Linked DNA regions of Rattus norvegicus: region 1 is linked to region 2. A link is a contact called in public Hi-C data. All regions are on one chromosome and are shown on one strand. Each heading gives the region's core, a stretch centred on a gene start, on an enhancer-like site or on the middle of the called end of the contact. The rest is flanking DNA. Distances are from core to core; before and after follow the strand shown.

Region 1 (7,164 bases), core at 160-2,659, 220 kb after region 2:
GAGAGAGAGAGAGAGAGATTTTGTAATTTTGAAATAAAAATTTTGACAATTAGGATTCACTATCACTCATTCATATATCACGTATTGTTACACACATATTCACTGTATCTTATATTATATAAGTATAAAATAGGATATCTAGAAAAAATATTCCCTGCTATAGTTTGAAAATGTGCCCAAATATGGTATATTAGAAACTGAATCTGCAGTGCAGCTGGGCCGGGGAGGAGAACCTCTTAGGAGGGGTTTACAACATGAGAGCTCTGCTCATGTGTATGGATCTGTGTTGCTACATGACGATCCAGCAGCACTGGGGTCTCCAGTCTGACCTTCCCCCAGGTGAAAAACAGTGTTACCAGCCTCAAAAGGACGCAGTGTTCAGACACAATCTTGGAAGGAGAGACCAGGCCCTCCCTAGACACTAACCCTGTCAGCACCTTGATCTCAAACTCGTTAGCCTCTGAACTATGAAACACCTATTTCTGCTGGCTATAAAGAACTCAACAGTAGTGTTCTTTTACAGCAGCACGTGACCAACACTCCACCAGATGGTCAAAGAAGTAGGGAAGTAAGCTGAGAATGTGGGTATATTAGAAACATTTTTTTCTGGTGTACCGTTGTTGTTGTTGTTGTTGTTGTTGTTGTTTAATAAGTCAGGACAGAGGAAGCACACACACACACACACACACACACACACACACACACACAAATATGCTCCTATATCTCTCAGCTTGCAAAACATTCCACACCCATGATCTCAGAGATCCCTAGGGAAAGCATTCAATCATCATTGTCAGCCCTGGGTTCGGGGGTTGGGGGGGGCCGGGGTGAGGAGATTAGACTTATAACTCAGCATACACCTTCCTAAGGATTGGTAGCCAGAAAGTAGCAGAGGTACATTTAGGTCCTGACCCTCTGGCTTCTGGACTCACATCCCAATGCTACCATTCTGAAGTTGACACTTGACAACAACTTTAGCCCTCCTCTCTGTGGTCCCTGTTTCCTTCAGACATGATCAGAGAAAGAACGTTTTACAACATGGTCAGCTCCCATCTACGTCTGTCCTCTATAGCTTTCTTCTGTGCTTTGATTACATAACTCAGTCAGGACCATTGAAGAACTGCCATGAGGCATCCGGGGCACTGTGTTAGGTTCCCTTTGGTGCTGTCACAGTTTATCACGTGATTGCTGGCTTATAGAAATGTTTTTGCCAGAAATTTGACATTCTAGCATGGGTATCAGCAGGGCTGTCCTCCCTCTGGGATTTGGGGAGAGGAAATTGCTTCATTTCTTCTCATTCCTGGTAGTCCCATGCTTTCTTTGGATTGCAACTGAAACCCTCAAATCCCTGCCTGTGTCTTTGGCTGTTTTTCTTATGTAGAATCTGCAGCCTGCTTAGAAGGGCGCCGTGGTTTACTCTTGAGGTCATCTGGATAAGTCATAGTGTTCTCTCCTATCTCGAGATGCTTGGGTTAGAACACATCTTTAAAATCCATAAGCTACTATCACAGGTTCTGGCAAATTAGGTCTAGATCGTTTTGAAGATCATGAATCAGCCAATTGCAAACATTCAACTAACAGGATGCCCAAGATAAACCTCATAATTTCCCTCTATTGTCCTGCAGGGTGAGACAAAAGGATTATAGAAAGTCCAGATGGATCTTGTTATAAACTGTTGAAAACAAGTCAGAGAAGGTCATCCATTCTGAAACCCACGGTTTACAGATGAAAAGCCTAAATAAAGTACCATTAAACTCCACAGTATAAGTCATTCGTTAGGATCATAATGCCATAGTAATGAAATCTACCGCACTACAGTCATTATAAGAAGGGGGAAAAAATAGAATCATGTCCAGCATCCTTTATGTGTGTCAGTCATCCTGAGCTCCATAAATGCTGCATTGTTGGTATTGCTTATCACAATTGCTACTGGGCCAGGATGCTGAAATGAGTTTCTCAACAGAGTAAATGGTAAAACAGCTAGAAAAACAGCTAGAACTACCTCTCTGAACTTCCAAATTCTCAAGGCAGTGCATTTTCCCACATTAAAAAAAAAGAAAGAAAGAAAAAAAGGTGCCCCTAGAGAGAGAGGAGAAGAGGAGAAGAACCAAGATGGGGGCAGAGAAGGACGACTCAGATCTGTGTGGCCCTAAATGGCCACAGGTAGTTATGAATATTTCTTAAGGTCTGGGTTTTCGTAGGTCAATTTATCTTGTCTAGGTGGGCGGTTTATATCAGTTGACTCTGTGTTTATTGTGTGGACGCTTTGTGGAATGTAAGTCTGCTGAGGTGAATTATTGAGATAAATCTGATTGCTACGTTATGAGCTTCTGGAGTTTTGATTTGGTCGGGCTGTGGTGGGTAGGGACAGTGACTGCAAGGAATTTGAGCTGTGAGTCTTCCTCTTAGCACTGCTTTCATTGTGTCCCATACGTTTCAATATGTTGTGCCATCATTTTCATTAAATTCTCAAAAGTCCAAAAACAAAGTGTCTGTAGAAGCAGAAAAGCAGAACAGACCATCTCATTCTGGCATGGGTCCGTCCTCTCTGTCACTAGGGTGATCCTGAAAGCCGTCCCACTGTCCTACCTAACTCTGTATGAATGTACAATCACTTTCATTCTAGATCGCTTGCTTTCCAGAAACCCCAAATAACATTATTCTCCACCAACCAACAACACTCATCACACTCTAGCAACTGTTCTGAGGACTAGATGCACGTGTCCATGTGTATGCCCACAAATGTGTATGCACGTGCAAATATGTGTGTACAGACACACGTACATCAATAGATACACACTAAGGTTTTCATCTAAGCCTGACTACAAGAGAACAGGGAACGAGATATTTAAATCTGTCAGGAAGAACTGAGGGAGGATTTACAGGGTAACTGGGGTTAAGAGAAAACTATAAATGAACTGCTAGAACAGAGGGTTCCAAACGCAGGGAGACAGTTGTGGGTTTAATCACAGGCCTGTACCCAGGAGCTGTCTTCCTGAACTGCACTGTTATCAGTGGGTCATGGAGGGGCACACTACCGCTTACACAGATGTAGAAAATACTCCCCTTTTAAATGTGCACCAATGTTTTGCCTGCACATGCAAACTATGGGTCACTTTTATGCCTGGTGACGGAAAGGCCAGAAGAGGTCCTCGGAACACCTAGAACTGGAGTTTCAGATGGTTGTGAGCAACCACATGGGTGTGAGATATTGAACCTGGATTATCTGAAAGAGCAGGAAGTGTGCCTAACCAAGCTACTTCCTGGCCCCAGAAAAATAGTCTTATCTTTCAGGTCCATCTTGGTACCTACTAGCAGTTTGTCTCTGAAGTTCCCTAATAAGTTCTTATTAACTCTGACTCCGTGACCCTACTCAGAAGTGACCATCTTCTTTGTTATGGTTGACTAGCCACTGTTTTGTCTTCTGTAACCTGCTTATGCACACATTCAAGGACAATTGTGAGGTCACCTTAACTACCTAGTGTTAGCAAAACAGAATAATAGTTCCTGGCTTGCTTGTACAGATACTCAACGGTCTTCTTGGGGTTTCACCCTTTAAAGTTATTCTCTGCCCCATCTTCATGTGGCAGTGTCTAATTTGTCTCAGAGACTCATATCCAGCTAGGAGTATCAATACGTTTAATTATAATGTAGCTCGAGGCTGCAGCCTTTCCCCATGGTCTCAAACACCATGACAGTTCCAGGAGCCTTCTGCACATGTGTGCTGGACTGGGCTGTTTGTCTCCTTTAGAAACTTGCCAGGATGCTTGGGGGTAAGAGCATGTAGTGCTCTGGCAGATCTGAGTTTGATTCCCATCCAATGGCTAACAATTGCTGATGACTTGAGCTCTAGAGATCTCAGTGCCTTTTTCTGAACTCCCTGGATATCTCTCTCTCTCTCTCTCTCTCTCTCTCTCTCTCTCTCTCTCTCTCTCTCTCTCGCTTTATTTCCTCTTCTCTCCCTCTCCAACATTTATTAAAAATCAAAAATCTTTTTAAAGAAAGAAGTGCATGCATACGTATGTAAACAGATACACATAGTCATACAAATACACCACACACACACACACACACACACACACACACACACATCCAGTGATGACAAATTAAAGTTTACTTTAGACTGAGAGATGCCGGTGTGCCTGGTTTGAACCACGTGCCCAGGTAACATGTTTGTCTAACGCCTCATCAGCTCCGGCAAAGAGAATGTCCTGTATGTCCATAGTGGGTGGTCTCAATCTTCAAAACAGAAATCTTACAGCCTCAAATGTGCTCAACTTACAGTTCACAAGCTTCTAGCTGTGATCACAACAAATTTGCCTATTTGATTCCATGTTTTCCTCCTTTGACTTTTCTGGTGAGGGATGGGTTGAATAACATAGCAATGATTGTCTTCTATATAATGTCTATACAATTTAAAGCAAATTCAGATACTTTTACTTCCTCTGCCATTGGCAAAGTGGCAAAGCAGCACTGGTAAATGTTGGCAACAGAGTGAAACTGTCTTCTCCTTTTCTCCTGTGTGCTGATCATTAAAGGGATCACTTCCATGGATATACTTGCTGGTGGGAGTGCACACTTGTACAGTTTTTCTGTCTTATATTCACAGAAGTTTCCCACTGCCTGACTTACAAATCTTTTCTCCTAATTTACTGTGTGTGTGTGTGTGTGTGTGTGTGTGTGTGTGTGTTGTAGAAGTCAAAAAACAAACAATTCTATGGCATCTCCTGTTTTACCACCTTTTATTGGTTCTAGAAATTGAACTGTGTGTTTCAATACAAAAGAATGCTCTAACCAAGGAGTTTAAAGCAAGTGCCTTCTTTTTTAAATGGCTCTCAGTAAATCTTAGCTAATAGTGCCATCTTGTGGTCAGATTCAATATTACAGCACCACACAGTTGGTCCTTAAGGAATTGACCACTGAGGAGCCCTTCCCATGTCACAGCCCTTCCTGTGTCATAGCCCACCAGCCTATGTCACAGAAAGTCAAACTAAAGTTTTCAAAGCAGAGTGTTTAGTCCAAGGTGCACAGTCTGTGACTATGGCTATAATTAGAATGTCTTCCATCTCGAAGCTCCTTGTCAATCATTAAATCAGCACGGCAGGCTGTGGGCAAAACAGTTTTATTGAGCTTCTTACTCTGAGGCTTCCTAAAAATGCAAAGCACTGTGTGGTGCTTGTCTTCTAGGAGCAGTCATCCAAGATAGAAGAGGGGTATCCGCTTCGCAAGAAGCTCAACAAAAGCCATCTCTCGTTTAAGCCTTGCACAGATGGATAACATCACTGTTTTGTTTTGTGGGGTTTGCTGAAGATGGTTTAACTGATTAACTTTGAGACAGACTCTCATACAGACCAGGCTGACCTCAACATCACTCTGTAGCAAATGATGCCCTTGAATCCTGATCCTTCTCCCTTTGCCTCTCAAGTGCTAGGATGCCAGGCTTACACCACGAGACTGAGCCCCATGTTTCATCCACGCTGGGTAAACACTCTACCAACCCAGCTATGACCCAAGCTCAAACTGCTGCCTTAAACCGTGTCTGACTCAACAAAAGATAAGGAGACGTTTGCCTTTCACAAAGCAGTGGTGACCACAATACTGACTTCTGGTTCATCCTCATCACTAATAAAGTGGTCTTAATAAAGAACCAGGGAACTGGCCCAGGGAGATGGGTCAGCAAATAAAGGAGCTTGCCACCCAGAGTGACATCTGAGTTCAGACCCTGAAACCTACAGTAGAAGGGAGAAGTCACGAAGTTCAGAAAAAAATAGGGCAGGGGTCATGGGAAGCATTGCAGAAGGAAGTATGAGGTAAATACTATCTAAATATGTTGCACTCAAGTATGAAATTACCAATGAACTTGCAACTATTAAGACAAGTCACAAAAAAGGGCAACAAGTAGGCAGACCCACACCTCTCCTGCTGCTCCTAGAGATCCCCACAGTCTCATCTCCAGCTGTAGCAGAAAAACCTACTGTGGTCTCCATTTCCTCTCTTACCTCACCCTCAATGGAGACAAATATCTTCTCCTTCAACTTTCCTTTCACCAAAGTCACCTATTATGCCAGCGTCACAACGCCAGCAGACGTACCCTGGGAACACACCAGCCAAGCAGGCCAGGAAAGCAGATCCACGGAGAATATTTAACAAGCCGCACAGAGTCAACACACTCTCCCAAAGACCAGGTATTAAGCAGAAGCCAAAGATCAGAAACTCTCACCCAACAGAGACAAAACTAGAGATTACTACTCAGACTCCCAATCCCGGATATCTAAACATCAGCAGAGAAACACAATTAATAACAATCAAGACAGGACATCTCCATGGAGCCCAGCTACCCTTTGGGGGCAGGCACTGAATATTCTAACATAGCTGAAACCCAAGAAAAAGACCTAACGATAGGCTGTATGAAGATACCCTTGAAAAGGACGCTAATAAATCCCTTAAAGAAACCCAGAAAAACACAAGCAATGCAAGGGACAGAATAAAACTGTGCAAAACCCAAATATGAAGATAGAATCAATGAAGAAAACCCAAACGGAGGGAATGCTGGAAATTAAAAAATCGGGAATTTGAACAGAGACTACAGAGGCAAGTTTTACCAAAAGAATACAAGGGAATACAAAGGGAAGCATCTCAGGTGTTGAATTTTCCTAACAGTTGTGATAATGTGCTGTGGGCAATGGAAATTTTGAGTTTGTTCTGTGTGTGGCATAAAACCATGAATTGGTGGAACCGAGCGGTATGAGCATTGGGTTGTTATGAGGTCTTAAGGAAACTTGCCAAGTTTGAGACAGGAGAATCACTGGGACAAGTTCAAAGAAAAACAATACGTAGCTCTCCGTTTGCATGCGTGAACTCACTGTGAGTCTTCAGAGTTTGCGTACAGGGACACAACATACGGCTTTTCAGAGATTGGGTCCGTGGGATAAGAATTGGGATGTCTGTGTACTCTGCTCCTTGACCAATAAAATCTCAATTATGAAAAAAAAAAAAGAGAGACCCGGTGAGAGAGAGACCCAACCGCCTGGTCAGGTGGGCACTCCTGAGGCTGCAGAGCAGAAGAGACCACCAACACTGCTCACCCCTGCCCACATCCCTGGCCCAAGAGGAAACTGTATAAGGCCTCTGGGCACCCGTGGGGGAGGGCCCAGGAGCGGCAGG
Region 2 (6,982 bases), core at 3,729-6,228:
GGATATATGGCCTGCAGCATCAGGTTCAGTGGGGGAGAGATGACTCTGGTGGTAGAGGCACTAGAAATCAGACAGGCTAAGCAACCTAGCTTAGCCCAGATCCAGGCCCAGATCCAGGCCCAGATCCAGGACTTTAAGTTGACCCACCCCAACATCTACTCTGTCTATGAGCTGCTGGAGCTTCTGAAGGGGCCAGTTCTGCAGACCTAAACTGGCAGGATCTTCATGAATCAGTACAACAGGAGGATAACAGAGATGAGTCTTAGTGAGGGTCCAGTATTGATAGTATAGCAAAAACCAGAGGCCTTGGACCAGAGCAATGGCTCACTGTAATGAACATTTGCAAGAAATGCTGGTTGGGCAAAAGTGTATACTGTGTGACTAAGTGTAACTTACCACAGCTTCCATGGTAAGAAGTTTTTATTTAATCTTTTATTTTTTATTTTCTATAGTGGGGGATGTTACAAGGACAGAGAGAAGATATGGAAGGACTAGGAGATGAGTGTGTTAGGTTGCATGTTTAAAATTCACAAAGAATCAATAAAAATAAATTAATATTCTCTCATTCATGTTTTAAAGATTTTAATATAATTAGTACCATCTCCTTTCCTTCCTCTAAGCCTTTTCATATACCATATATGCCGCCTTCTCTCCTCGCTTTCAAATTCATACTTTTTTAAAATTGTTGTTGTATACCTATATTAATATATACATATATTTATTAATACATAAATACCTTTTTCTGAGTCTATATAATGTTGCTTGTATACACTTTTTTTGAGACTTACCATTTGGTATACTATAACCAATTAGTATAGTCTTCCCTGGGAAAGACTGTTTCTCCTGCTCTCAGACTTACCTAGTTGTTTGTAAAGAAACCATTTTTAGAATTGGACATGATAAAATGTGTTTATAATTCCTGAGAAAGCAAATAGTACATAAAGCAACCATGTACCCTTCAAAACTTCAGAAATAATGACTGCTTAAAACTTCAAGTCTTCTTGTTTTTATCACACATACAATATAACCATGTGACAGTGGATGATAACATGTTCCCCGCTCTTTGAAAACATTCATTAAAAGCCTTATTCATGTATTTAAACATTCTTCATTGATGTAAAATCTATATGCTCCACTTACAATTATTTCACATTATTGCAACTTTTCAAATCCTATACAGATGCTCTAACATTCACAGCCATGCAATGCTTCCCAACTCTTCTATGAATTACTTTTATGAGCTCTAACATTACATAGTCGTCTGTGATTTGACCACAGTGATAGATCCTGATAGCTGTAGAAGAGGTGAAAGTCATAATTGGTGCTAAGGTTCAGTTTGGCACGCAGTTTACAACAGTAGTTAATCATTCTACATCTAATCATGACTCTACTGCTCTTTTACTGCAATGTTCTCACTACACTGTCATGACTAAGCACAATAATTACTAAGCAAAAATGTACTTGCCAAGTAAGGGAGGTTGAAAAGCTTATTTTTCTTTTCAATTTTCAACTTAGATTCTTGAGAGTCAAAAAGTCAGAAACACTCAATTGTCATTTTAATGCCCTCTCTGTGTGTACTACTGTGAGCATGTCCTGTAAGATATCTGACTGTTTCAGTGCATGTCTGATTAGGAAGAGGCTTTGTGGGCTGAGGAGATGGCTCTGTGGATAAAATGTTTTGTTGGCTTACTTTAAATTATTTTACTGTGTTCTTATACCTCTACCTCCTTTCTGATCTTTTCTCCACCCTAATCCCTCCCAATTCCTTAAAAGTAGATAGGAGAGAAAGAAGGTTAGAAATGAAAGGGGGAGTTGACCTCTATAGGCTGCTCTCTGCTGATTAGGGACTTTGTCTTTTGGGCCTACTCTAATCATTGTCCATCAGGATATCCCCAACTTCTTGTCAAACTGCAACAGCAAGCAGAAGCAGCCAGCAGAGCAGTAGCAGGAGTAGTAGAATCAGCAGTGGCTGCTTTCTTCTTCTTCTTCTTCTTCTTCTTCTTCTTCTTCTTCTTCTTCTTCTTCTTCTTCTTCTTCTTCTTCTTCTTCTTCTTCTTCTTCTTCTCCTTCTTCTCCTTCTTCTCCTTCTTCTCCTTCTTCTCCTTCTCCTTCTCCTTCTCCTCCTCCTCCTCCTTCTTCTTCTTCCTCCTCCTCCTACTCCTCCCCCACCTTTTCCTCCTTTCCTCATTTCCCTCTTCTTCCTTTTCTTCCTCTTCTCATTCCTTCTCCTCCTTGCTCTTCTCTTCTTCCACTTTGTTTTTCTTCCTCCCCATCTTCTTTCTCCTCCTCTCCTCCTCCTTTTCTCTCCTCCCCTTTTTATTCTTTTCCTCCTCTTCCTTCCATTTTCTCCTTTCTCTTCCTCCTCTTCCTCCTCTTCCTCCTCACCTTTCCTTTTCTTCCTCCTCCTCCTCTTCTTCTGAGTACCTATTACTCCTTTCCAATTTGTGACATTAATTCCTTCTCCAATGTCCCTAGAATTCAACTATTTGCAACTGGCAAAAATTATGCACCTCCTAGAGCACTAGAAAATCATAGTTAATGGCTGTGGACAAACTGAAGAAAACCTACATTCCACACCTGGGATTAAAACAAAAAAATATATTCATATAATGTAACTGTGTTTTAAAAGAAAACAAGGGGTTGGGGATTTAGCTCAGTGGTAGAGCGCTTGCCTAGCAAGCGCAAGGCCCTGGGTTCAGTCCCCAGCTCCGAAAAAAAGAAAAATAATTCTCATTACAGTGGTACATGTGTAAGTATAAGGATCTGAATTCAGATTCCTAGAATCCAGGTTAAAAGCCTGTGTGTAGCCTGAGTCTTTAATCCCAGTGTCTCTATAGCTGGGTAGGAGACAGAGATGGGAGAATCTTTACATCCCATCTCTGTTGGCCCAGGTGAAATAACTACTAACATTGTGTAGAGCATGTAAAACTATTTACTGTGGTTCAAGATATGGTCTTACTCTCCTGAAAGATGTTCTAAATATATCATAAATCTTTCTCCTGGGGACAAGGTTTGTCACCTGGCTAATCCTATAATCTTAGCCCCTCCTTCTCCAAGTGTAAGGTTGCTGGGAGGAATTCTAACTTCTTGTAGTCCATTGTTTTTAATATTCTTATAGCTGCAGAGGGACAAAGTAACTCTGTAGAATATCATAGCTTCTGTGAGACCTATAGTTGTGGCTCATTGTTTCTTGTATTGTGTAATCAAGTGTGGAGAGTTTTGGGGGGCCACTTTTAGAAACATGGCAGAGATTTGACATCAGGCCAAGACAAAAGAAGTGGGAATCTGACTTTTGTCCAGGACTCAAGAAATAGGCTCAGATTAAGAACATGTACATTTGCATTAATGCAAAGCTCAGAGTATGCTCTAGTGAGGTCTGTGTGGCAGTCCTTTTGCCTTGGTCATCCTGACTAGCTTCTAGAAAGTTGTTTAAAGGATTTTGTTTATTGCCTTGCTTGTTCCTTGACCCAGAAATGATCTTATTATTTTGCATGTACTTAAAGGTGGTATAAACACGACTGGACAAAATCAACTGTCTTGAGCCTCAGAATTGGCTGGGGTCACACTACAGTGTTGTCTAATTGTCACTTTTCTTGCTCCTGCCCTGGAGAACCTGTTGATTGACTGAGCAGGCTTAGTCAAATGGCACCTCAATGTTGGAGCTCCAGTAAGGAGGACACAGTGAAGAACACTGCAGGAGGAAGTGCACAAAGTAAAGTAAAGATTTGGGACAGTGGTAATTGTAAGAAGGGACAAGGTAGTGGTAAAATGGTGTGTGTGTGTGTGTGTGTGTGTGTGTGTGTGTGTGTGTGTGTGTGTGTGTGTGTTTAGAGGAGCCAAGATAATTCTCATAGATGCTTTAAGTCTTTGTACCCCAATTAGAGATAGTTAAGTCTCTAGACTTGAAAGAGAGAGAGAGAATGAGTTTGAGAAGAGCACTCCTTCCCACCTATCCAAGGATACTTTGGTGAAAGAGAAGGAAAATGAATGTAAGCTGTTTCAGAGCTCTCCTCTGGACAGGAGGAGGTTGGGAGACATCCTGCTTCCTCTCTGGCTCCTACTGGAGGAATGCTTAGTTCTGGTTCTTGGTCCCTTAGGTAAGATATCTGGGTCCCTTTGGTGGGACATCTAGTTCTCTTCCCTCTGTCTATTGTCTGTCCTTGGTGCACCAATCTGTCCATGTCTCTGTTTTTGTTTCATTGTTTGATTGTTTGTTTTGTGCTTCATGTTCCAAAGGAAAAATGGTTGGTCAATCAACTGTTAATTTAGTTTTAACTCATTTTCAAAACAAAAGAGCAGCAGCAGTCTCAATTGGCCTTTGGCCTTTGGCCTTTGGAGTCCTGGAGTCCAGCACAGCTGCAGAAGCCCTGGTAGGGACTGATTGTCTGCACAAGGCACTCTTAAAGGGACCAGAAGTTTCTTGGCTTCTATGGTAAGAGAGCTAATGGATGTTTTGCACCTAGAAAAATCTCTGTGACTGTGATTATTGGGTTCACATAACAAGATGCTCCTCCCTTGAAATTACAGCTAGAAAAAGTAAGAAAATTGTGTTTGGTCTAAATATATAGCCACTTCTTCATGGCAAAAAGATTTGAAATTTAAACAAACATAAAATTTAGGCAGGAGGGACAAGTCCATGCCTATACCCATGAACAGGACATAAATAAAAATAGTTGGTAGTTGTTGGGTCAGCCTAAACAGGCATGCCCAGGGAAGCATGCACAGTGAATTTATTTAATTTTATGTGTAATTAAAATCCTATACATATTCTTGAACTTCCAACAACTCTTTATACAGAGGAAAAAATGGGCTTCTAAACAAAGCCTCTTTTCTAGAAGTGCCCTCCCTGGAAGAGAGGCAGAAAAAGTGTTAGAGGAGAAATAGAAGTCCCTGCCTGCAAGGCTCCAGGCATTGCTGCTGGGTTCAGCCTGCTCTTATTCTGAAGAGAAGTCTTGCTTCCTTGTTTTCTAATATGAAACTCTTGGCTGCTCTCTCTGTTGTGCATTCCATCTACATTATTCACATTGGAATTCAGAAGAACCAAGAGTAAAGCTGGAGACCTCCCCCAGGACATCTGGTGCTCAATACAGGTTCAGTATCTTTAGCTGAAGGGGACCTTTCTCCCCTCCCTAGCCCACCCATCCTAAGGACTCTGCTTCTCTTTGCTACTTGTCTCTTCTTACTTCTTTCATGTTTCCTACGTGTACTGAATAACTTCTTCTTGTTGCTTTTTCTGATATGAGACTCCTTTAGCTTTAGTGCTTTTCTCTCTCTGCTTCCTCTTCTGTCACTACTTATAATCCTTTTTTAATTGCCTCTGCCACCCAGTCTGTGGGTTTCTTTCTCTCTTTCTACTCCTTCTGCTATGGCTGCTGCTTCTGCTTCTGCTGCTGCTGCTTCTTCTTCTTTTTCTTCTTCTTCTTCTTCTTTTTCTTCTTCTTCTTCTTCTTCTTCTTCTTCTTCTTCTTCTTCTTCTTCCTCTTCCTCTTCTTCTTCTTCCTCTTCCTCTTCTCTTCCTCCTCCTCCTTCTTCCTCTTCCTCTTCTTCCTCCTCCTCTTCTTTTTATTTTTTTCTGTCATTTTTTTTGAAACAACAACCTAAGGACAGCTGCCTTTGGTTTGTTCTTAATGTGATACTTACTGATAATTTGGAATAAACAAGGACATCAACTTGTTCCTTTTCCTACAGCCTTTGCCCAAATGAAACCCTTTTACTTCCTCTCTCATGTCAAAAGTCTCCAGAGCTGGTTTTTCTGATGCTGCAATCTGCTACCTGGGAAAGATACAAGTCTTTAAGTATAAGGATGAGGTCTGGAGGATCTTTGTTCTCAGAGCTGCAGAATGCAATGTCTTTTTAACCAAGCAACCTCCCTTTCTTATGAAACCCTGGCATAGCCTTAGGAAACTTGAAGGTTGTTGACCCTTAACTGCCTTCATCCCTTACAGGGGGATTCTTACTCCTACTGCTCAGATACTTGTGGTTTTCTTTGAAATTACTTTATTATTCTTAATTATTATTATGTTCATTACTTTTGTGTCTGAACGTGCATGGTGGTTATGCCTCATGTATGCCATGGCATGCATGGAGAGGTCAAAGAATGGTTTTGGAGGTTGGTTTTGTGTTTCCATCTTTATGTGAGCTCTGGGGGATCAATCTCAGGTTTCCAGTTTTCCACAGAAGTTGTCTTTACCAACCAAGCTACCTCAGGAGTTCAAATAATGGGAATTGAGCCCAGAGCCCTGTACACACTAGCCACAGACTATGCCACTGAGCCATGCTCCCAGCTCATGTGTATTCTATAAAAAGTCTATTAAATCCTCACCCCTAAACAAAGTAGGGACCCCATTGTTTGATGACAGGGTACCAGCTAAGTTGTGAGGAAACTGGCAAGCTAAAACACTAGGTCTAATCACTTGTAAAGGGAGACCATTATTTTGAAGGAGAAACTCGGATCATCGAGCTTATGTTTGAATGGGCTGGTCGATGATAGGAAGGATAGGCCAAGCATGATGGGAGAGAGTTGAGGATCAAGAGAGTGGTCACTGTTCAGTCTCAAGAGGAAGTTCCCTGGTGACACCTAAAGAGATCCAGAACTGCCCCCTGGAGGCTAGAGCAGGCATAGCAAATATGTGACCCCAACCACAGTTGGAGGATTGCTGAGTGGACAGGGTCACTTCACTTGAGGTGGTGCCTCTACCTTTCTGATTCATTTTTCCTCTATTTGTAAGACGGGGAATCAGGCCTATCCTATCCCATTGGATACCCCCTAGGCTCCACCCTGAAGAACTGGGGCAAGGCAACCTGTTTCCTTTTGCAATAAAGCCTGACTCTACTATGAACTGGGGGTAAAAGACTTGTCTTTAAATGGAAGCCAAAATAAATACCATACTACAATTATTGACATGTTTTTCAGGCATTGAAAAAAATAGCAACTTATAAAAATAAAGGCTTATGTTTAAGTCTCTTATGTTAAATACATTAC

Evidence for each region. Hi-C and Micro-C count contacts between places; a contact is called where the count stands out from the background.
Region 1: a Hi-C map of psoas muscle shows a contact between it and region 2, with 2.7 times the contacts expected there. The contact joins the enhancer-like site here to the promoter of Akr1c19 in region 2. A contact is called at or near these places in 2 of 12 Hi-C or Micro-C datasets (liver and psoas muscle).

What each region holds. Positions count from the first base shown.
Region 1 is chr17:71,130,647-71,137,810 of GRCr8, forward strand. No RefSeq gene overlaps it. Among named protein-coding and RNA genes, the nearest start is that of Akr1c15, 16 kb to the left of the region's middle. Within about 2 kb of position 1,410, at least 10 of the 93 cell types and tissues checked have an H3K27ac peak or open chromatin away from gene starts, as enhancers often do.
Region 2 is chr17:70,908,938-70,915,919 of GRCr8, forward strand. It overlaps Akr1c19 (aldo-keto reductase family 1, member C19), which reads left to right and starts at 4,979. Exons shown (of 10, transcript NM_001100576.1): 1 at 4,979-5,090. The region is part of intron 2 of LOC134482872 (a long non-coding RNA gene); the gene reads right to left.